Regions from separate parts of the Ovis aries genome. Here region 2 is linked to region 1. The links are chromatin contacts, called in public Hi-C maps. All regions are on one chromosome and are shown on one strand. The core of a region is the stretch at or near the end of the contact, and the rest is flanking DNA. Distances in the headings are between cores, read along the strand shown. Region 1 holds the start of GALNT2 (polypeptide N-acetylgalactosaminyltransferase 2). Region 2 overlaps GALNT2 (polypeptide N-acetylgalactosaminyltransferase 2).

What was found. A called contact is a pair of places that touch in the nucleus more often than the background predicts.
Region 2: a Hi-C map of hypothalamus shows a contact between it and region 1, with 2.3 times the contacts expected there. The contact joins the enhancer-like site here to the promoter of GALNT2 in region 1. A contact is called at or near these places in 2 of 16 Hi-C or Micro-C datasets (hypothalamus and liver).

The regions. Positions count from the first base shown.
Region 1 is chr25:1,645,898-1,649,451 of ARS-UI_Ramb_v3.0, reverse strand. GALNT2 (polypeptide N-acetylgalactosaminyltransferase 2) reads right to left here and starts at 1,374. Exons shown (of 16, transcript XM_042241051.2): 1 at 1,194-1,374. The coding sequence starts at 1,319.
Region 2 is chr25:1,730,184-1,734,173 of ARS-UI_Ramb_v3.0, reverse strand. All of the region lies in intron 1 of GALNT2 (polypeptide N-acetylgalactosaminyltransferase 2), which reads right to left. Among named protein-coding and RNA genes, the nearest start is that of TRNAE-UUC, 72 kb to the left of the region's middle. Within about 2 kb of position 1,538, at least 9 of the 54 cell types and tissues checked have an H3K27ac peak or open chromatin away from gene starts, as enhancers often do. A contact at or near this core is called in hypothalamus, where this site is marked.

The DNA of each region.
Region 1 (3,554 bases), core at 125-2,624:
AGCAGCCAGGCCTCAGCGTTGACATTTACGGTCTGACTTTAGGGCTCCAGTCTCCTCATCCAGTTACTAGCGTCCTGCTTGTTCCAGGATACCATTCTCTGGTTCCAGTTCAACCCATGGTCCACCTTCATTAACTCAGAATTTCCTGGATTTGCGCTGACACTAACCGTCACAGTATAGGGGTTACACGGTGTGGGGTCACTTTCAAAGCCTGGTAGTTGCCAAACACGACAAACACCGCTGGCGGCATGCGCACCGCCCAGAGCCTCCGCTCTCCCAGCAGGATCGCAGGGCCAGGCGCCCCAGGCGCTCCATTTCCTTCCTAGAGCGGCTGGCTGTGCAGAGCGGCTCACGCGGTCCCCACGGCCCAACCCCTCGGCCCTGGGAACCCATCTAGAACACACTCAGCAGAAGGACCACCCCACTGAACAGGAGCGAGGGGCCGGGAGAGGCGGGCGCCGGGGGCCGCGCCGAAGCCGGTCCAGGCGAGCACCGGGGCAGGGAGGGGACCGTCGGGGGTGTGGGCGGCCGGCCTCGCCCGGGCGCGGGGGCCTTCCGCCTGCACCGCCGGGGCGGTCTGTTCCGTCGGGCGCGGGGCTGGCTGCGCCCCCGCCCCCAGGGGAAGCGGGCCGAGACCCAGAACTGCCCCCTCCCCGCGGCGCGGCGAGGAGGGGGAGGCAGGGGGGCTGCAGTGGCTGGTTTCAAAGGGCTGAAAAGAAACTTGGACTCCTCTCCCCCAAGGTACGTGACACGCTGGAAAGGCGGCCGCCTCTCTCCCTTCCCCCCACCCCCTTTTGTGCTTCCCCCATACTCTCACCCCCAAACTTCTCACCGCAGGGGACTGGGCTCCCGACGGCCGGACGACACTCAGATTAGGAGGAGCAGAGAGCGGGGCCAGGGGGCGACCAGAGGCGTCAGCGCCCCCAGCCCCGGGAGCCGCGCGGGGTCGCCCCCTCCCGGGCCCGGAGAGCACCGAGCGGCCGGCGGCGCCCCCGGCCCCAGGCACTCGGTCGCGAGGCCCAAGGCGGGGGCGGATGGCCAGAGCCGCGATCCGGGCGGAGAAGGGCAGGAGGGGCCTGGAGACCCCTCGCGCCCCGGCGGTGCGTCCGGGCGAGGGGCCTCGCGGCGCGGCCCGGGCGCAGGGGCGCCGGGGACCCCGGGCGCCGGGCCGCGCGGGCAGGCGCCCCACTCACCTTCCTGCCGGCGCCGCCGCCCGCGCCCGCGGCCAGTGCGGAGCCGCCCCCCGAGTACATGTAGTAGGCGATGCCCAGCACCCACAGGAAGGCGAAGCAGAGCAGCATCCGCGAGCGCCGCCGCATCCTCCCGACTCGGCCGCCGGCCGCGGCCGCTGCTCGCGAGTCTGCCTGGGGCCGCGGCGGGCGCGGGCCGGGGCGGAGCGCAGGAAGGGGAAGGGCGCGGCGGCTCCTCCCCCGGCGCGGCTGGCGGCGAGGGCGGCGCGCGCCCGGCGCCCGAGCTCCGCCCCGGCCGGGAGCGCCGCGCGGCGCCGGAGCAGGAAGCGGCAGCCGCGGAGGCGGCCGGGGGGTCAGGGAGCAAAGGGCGACCAATCGGCGGCGGCTGCGGGGGCCCGGCGGGGGCGGAAGGGGGCATTGCCGCGTCTCGGCGGCGGCGGCTCGGGTGCCCCCCGGGGGGTGCCTCCGCGGGCCGCCGCCCGGCCGCCGCGGTGAGTGACAGGTGGTCGCCGGGGCCCCGGGCAGGGCGCGCACACGTGCGCACACACGCGGGCGCCCACACCGGGGACCGCGGGTCGCCGCTTCCTCACGCTGCCCGGGCGAAAGCATTACCGCCTCGGTCCTCAGCCTTTGGGACCACCCCAGACCCCTGGCAGGCTCCCTCTTATTGGCCGACCGACCTGAGTTTTTTGGTGCAAACCCCCTCTTCAGGACCAGACTCGGCTGCTGCTCACTGCAGTTTTCTTACCAATCTTGCAGCAAAAACACCCCTAATCCCCAGGTGTCTATTTTATTGATTTGTTTACGCAGAGGTGGGGGCCTAGCGGTAGAAACCAGAGAGGTTTTTTTCAAGGGAATATGTTTCTGGGGATGAACAGAGCGCTTAATAGCAGGGTTTTCTTTTTCGTTTATTTATTTATTTATTTTTTTAATTTTACTTTACGATACTGTATTGGTTTTGCCATACATTGACATGAATCCGCCACGGGTGTACATGAGTTCGCAATCCTGAACGCCCCTCCCACCTCTCTCCCCATATCATCAAACGCGAAATGAGGAAAAAGGAAGGCAACACGTATTTTTAAAATCGTTTCTTTGCGGTTGTTTCAATATTAGAAGAAAGAAGAGGCAGCACAAGTAACAGCTTTAAAGATGCAAGAAGACAGATCTGTCTTGTAACAGAATCTGAGTAACCTTGACAATGCCCTTGTAACAGCAAAGTTTCCAGTGTTCCTAGGAAAGAAAGAATGTTACTTAGCGCTTAATATTTTAAAAAGGATTCCAGGAGCTGCCCAGTTCAGAGGATAAAGGCAGCTGTCTGCGTCTGAATCTCTACTCACATCCTCAATAAAACACAAACACAAACAAGCCTTCAGCTCTACTATGACAGTGAATGTCATGAACTGACCTTCAAATTACTTAAGTAGAATAAAGAAAAGACATCATATTCCAACAGAGCTCCCTCCACTGTTGCCAAGGACTTAACTGTAACCCAGGCTTAAATCCTTCTATGAAGAGCAAGTCCAACCCCAAGAACTAAACACTGAACACAGGTTGGGTACTTGACTGGACAAGGGAAGAGGCCTGAAAGAGAATGGGACAGGATGTGGGAGGCTTGAGGAGGCCTTGGTTTTGGGAAGTGTCAAATAAATAGAGAAATGGCAGTGCCCTTTGGAGATCTGGTAGTGAAGGGAAAGAAAGAACTGAAAAAGGAAAATTAAGGATCCCACAGAAATAAATGACAACTAATCCCTCCCTCAGAGTGGTTATCTATTAAAAACTGCACTTCAGTATGCAGAGAAAAGATGCTTCCCAAGTGACTCAGTGGTCAAGAAACCTCCTGCCAATGCAAGAGACACAGGTTCTATCCCTGGGTCGGGAAGATCCCCTGGAGAAAGCACTGGCAACCCACTCCAGTATTCCTGCCTGGGGAATCCCATGGACAGAGGAGCCAGTCCATGGAGTTGCCAAAGAATCGGGCATGACTTAGTGACGAAACAACAACAGTGCAGAGAAGAGGGCATTCTAGAACCATGAGCCCTGTATCAGGATGCCTAGTAACACTAAAACATCAAAATTACTGCATAAAAAGCTACTGCAAAGAAGAAAATACATTTCTTATAAGATGAATCATAACATTTCAACTGATGAAAATCCTCCATCAATAAAACTACAAAGCAGAGAAAAATTGTAACACTGTATGTCAAACTCTCAAGCTGAACAAAGTTTCCTATATGTGGATGCAGAGAGAGAGACACACACACACACACACACACACACGTTTACATACCACTAGAACCAGAAATTCAAAACCTAAGAATATATTATATAAAAATTAGGGTGAATTACAGTAGAAGTTGATCA
Region 2 (3,990 bases), core at 289-2,788, 85 kb before region 1:
GGCTAATTGCCATGTGAGTATTACCCAAAGAGTTGGACACGACTGAGCAACTGAACTGATTACCCAAAAACTCCAGAAGGGTTGTCCTAAATCTATTTTTCTCAAAAGGTCTTTATTCGTTTCAAATTCCTCTTTCACGATGAATTTGTGCCAACGGCACGCTCATGCCTCATGCGCCCACTTCACAGACAAGTGACCCCTGAGAAAGGGGGTTCATGGGCACTCTGGAGTCTGGATCCCACTGGAACCCGCTGTAAAATGCTGGTTTGGCCACAGCTCCGAGTTCTTCTCCAAGATGATTTAGACCACGTTACAGAACCCAGATGGAGCACCCCTGATGTGAACGAGCTGTAGCAGGACTCTGCACAGAGACCCGCCCCCAAGAGGACCAGGGCAGCCAGCCTGCCAGGCAGGTTCCAGGGGTGCCTGCTGTGTGCCCCTCCCGCCTATGCTCTGCAAGGGGCAAGGTGCACAGCCCCTGCCAGGGACAGGGAGCTGGATTCTTTACCTCTGGCACACTTATTTACACGTCCATTTTCTGCCTGGGATGTCTTCCACACGATTCCAGTATTACAACATGGGCTACAAATGTCTCACTATCTTATTTAAAAGGAAAAGGATTGGGTTAGTTGAACTTGACTGGAAAGTAATTTGGCGCCATATATCAAGAACTGGAAAGACAGAACTGTTAAGCTGGGAAATCTCATTTCTGTGAATTTATCCTCATGAACTAACCCAAAATAAGGAACAAATTTTATACATGGATGTCGCAGCATTGTTCATAAAAGAAAAAAAAGAAGAAACTTAAAATATTAACTGACAGGTTGGTTAAATTATGTCACAGCCCCTCAGAAGAATATTAGGCAACCATTAAGAATTATAAAGACCACCCAGTTATATGCAAAATGCATATAATACATTAAATGAAAATGCAGGAGACAAAATTTTACGTATACAATGAAACAAACTATAAAAAAGTACCCATATAGATAAGCCTGGAATGAAATGCACTAAAATCAACATGGTTGTGTTGAGAGTGGAGAATGATGAGTGTTGTCTCCATGTCTTGGAACTTTCTGTCATATTATTAAATTACTTTCATGAATAATAAATTTTAACACAGGCACGTTTAGGTTGGAACTTGAAACCTACCCAATATTTCATATCAATAACGCATCAGGCCCACACCTGGCCTGAGGCTACGAAAGCCGCCCAAGTTAGCACGGGAGCTGCTTCCAGAAACAGGTGTGTGCCCGGCCCTGCGTTCAGGGTGTGTGGCTGAGGCACTACTCCAGAGCCCACGCAGGCCCCCCCTGCCCTGGAGCTGGGGAGGACTGAGAGGGCGCGCTGGCCTGGGCAGGGCTCGGTGCTGCCAGACTCTGCTCCTGCAGGCCTGCTGAGAGCCCAGCTCCTCTGGCTCTAGCCCTTTCCCTCTGAGTGTTTTTTCCCAAGAAACCGGTCAACAAAAGATTGAACTGATCCTGTGTGCTTGCGGCCACAGCTGGCACTGATCTGTCAAACAAAGGGGTAGCTGGACGTTCTCACGAGTTCCCTGGCAACTACACGCAGAGACCACAGCGCATTGTTCTTCCAGGCCCGTCACCGACTGTCCTGACAGAGGACATGGGGGCGGGAATCCCGATGACAGGGACGCCGCCCCCACAGAGCTGATGCTCCCTGCGAGATCCCGGTTCACAGGTCCATGCTGTGTGCATGTCTCCCAGACACTCTTCACACGCCCTTAAGGAGCAGGGTTCACGTCCTCAGCAAAAAGCAAGAAACCTGAGAACCAAAGAGACCGAATCAAGAGCACGGAGCCAATGGGCAGCAAGGGCACCAGGGTTCACACTCTGTCCACAAGGCCAGGCCAGCCCTGGGTGGTCTGGCCATCCCCTGCCCTTCTGGGGCAGGCCTGATTCAGCGGCCTGACTGACTGGCCTGGCCTGAGACAGGATCCACAATAACTCGGGGCAACCCCCCCTTGTCTTCCCTTATTCACCTTCACAAGAATTATCATTTTACACTAATTTTTTTTTTCCCAAGGCTGCTTTTCGTGCCCACACGTTTTATCTTGCTTAATTATAAGGAGAAAGATGGTAGGAAGGTGATTTGCTGCATGGAACTCGGGTTCACAGGCAAATTCAGATTTCTGCTCTGGAGTTCACTCAGTAGGAATCGTAACTGCTGCCCAAGGGGACGCTGCAGGAATGAAGTGAGACCCGTGCAGTGGATGCTAAGCCTGACACACTACAGGCTCTCAATGCGTGACCCCCATCCCACATCACAGGCCTAGACATTTAAGGGACTTATTTTACAGCAGAGAAAAGTGGAGCGCACACACACAGAAATTATCTGAGATCCCACAGTTAAAAAAGTCATGAGACTTCTATCCACTGCAGACCCACAGAGTCTATAGAATTCAAGAATCACCACCAGGATATGCCAACCGCATGGAATTTGTTTAAGCAGTGCTTGCCTCTCATCACTAATGTGTTAAAGTCTGAGAATTTAACCACCTCTTCTGATACAGTTATTTCTAATTCAGATTTTAATTTAATGTTGAGTTTCAAAGAGCCAGTTTCTCTCTTAATTTACTCTCTACAGCCCAAAGATTCAGGTATCCATTGGCTTTGAAACTAGAAAAACTAGATTCAAATCCATGTTCCAGAACTTTACAAATTATCAATCATTCTAATTCTCAGTAGCACATATCCAGAATGCTGGACGTTGAGAGGTTTAAAGAAAGTAAACGTGAAATACTTTGAATACAGCAGAGCTAACACTTTGAGGATGTGTTGCTGCTGCTGCTGCTGCTGCTGCTAAGCTGCTTCAGTCGTGTCCAACTCTGTGCGACCCCACAGACAGTGGCCCACCAGGCTCTGCCATCCCTGGGACTGTCCAGGCAAGAACACTGGAGTGGGTTGCCATTTCCTTCTCCAATGCGTGAAAGTGAAGTTGCTCAGTTGTGTTTGACTCTTAGCGATCCCGTTGACTACAGCCCACCAAGCTCCTCTGTCCATGCGATTTTCCAAGCAAGAGTACTGGAGTGGGGTGCCATTGCCTTCTCCAATGAGGATGTGTTGGGCCAGATGAATTAAGCACCAGAAAGAACTCATTAGAAGTCAGTGGGCCTTACATGGGTGTGAAATGCAGAAGAGTGTACTTGAAGCAAATCAAGCAGAACATGAAACGCACTCTGACTCACACGCACAGAGGCCTAGGAAACAGCCCTGTAATCCCGGATCCCGCCAGCAAACCCCATGCCTGGGGAGCGCCAGTGTCTGTTTTTAAAGAAATTCTGCTGGTGAGCATCTCCAAAAGTTTATACCTCATATCTTACAAAAGGGAGTGGGTGGCTTAAAATAAAAAATCTAAACAGAAACACCAAAGAAATGGAACATCAAGACTGATGGCAATGAGGAAGCACGTTTGAATTCTCATCTTGAGCTCTCCAAAGACGAAAGTAAACGAAGAAACATAAAGAAGAATTTATGATGTGATGAGAAGTGGTCAAAGGTGAGGAACCTGCCCAAGGTGAACAGGACATGATCAGGTAAGAACCCATTCAGATCAGACTCCTATCCCTCGTGAAGCCATAAGTACCTAAACACAGACTGCATTTCTGGTGGCCAATCCTAAAATTTGTCATGAAAGGAATGGATTTGGAGTCACGGGTGGTGGTGGATTAAAGTGTCTGCATTTCTTTCCTGCTCCTCTCCAGGGTGCTGGAGTGCACGGCCCTAAGCCGCCTGGACCCTGGCCCTGGGACTTACTGTAGCTCACTGGGTGGCAGCAACCCAGAGTCTAAGATAGGCTCGTCATCCTGTTCTCTGTCTGCCCCCTCCAAACTCGGCCCTATGGCCCGCACACGTAAGGAAGCAGGCCCGGGTCCTGGAAAGCCAAGGCGCCCCAGAAAGCAGCCATCAAGGCCTGGGGCGGGCAGGTGGGGCCAGCTTGGCCGGCCGGCAACCCAGCTGTCACTTGACCGAA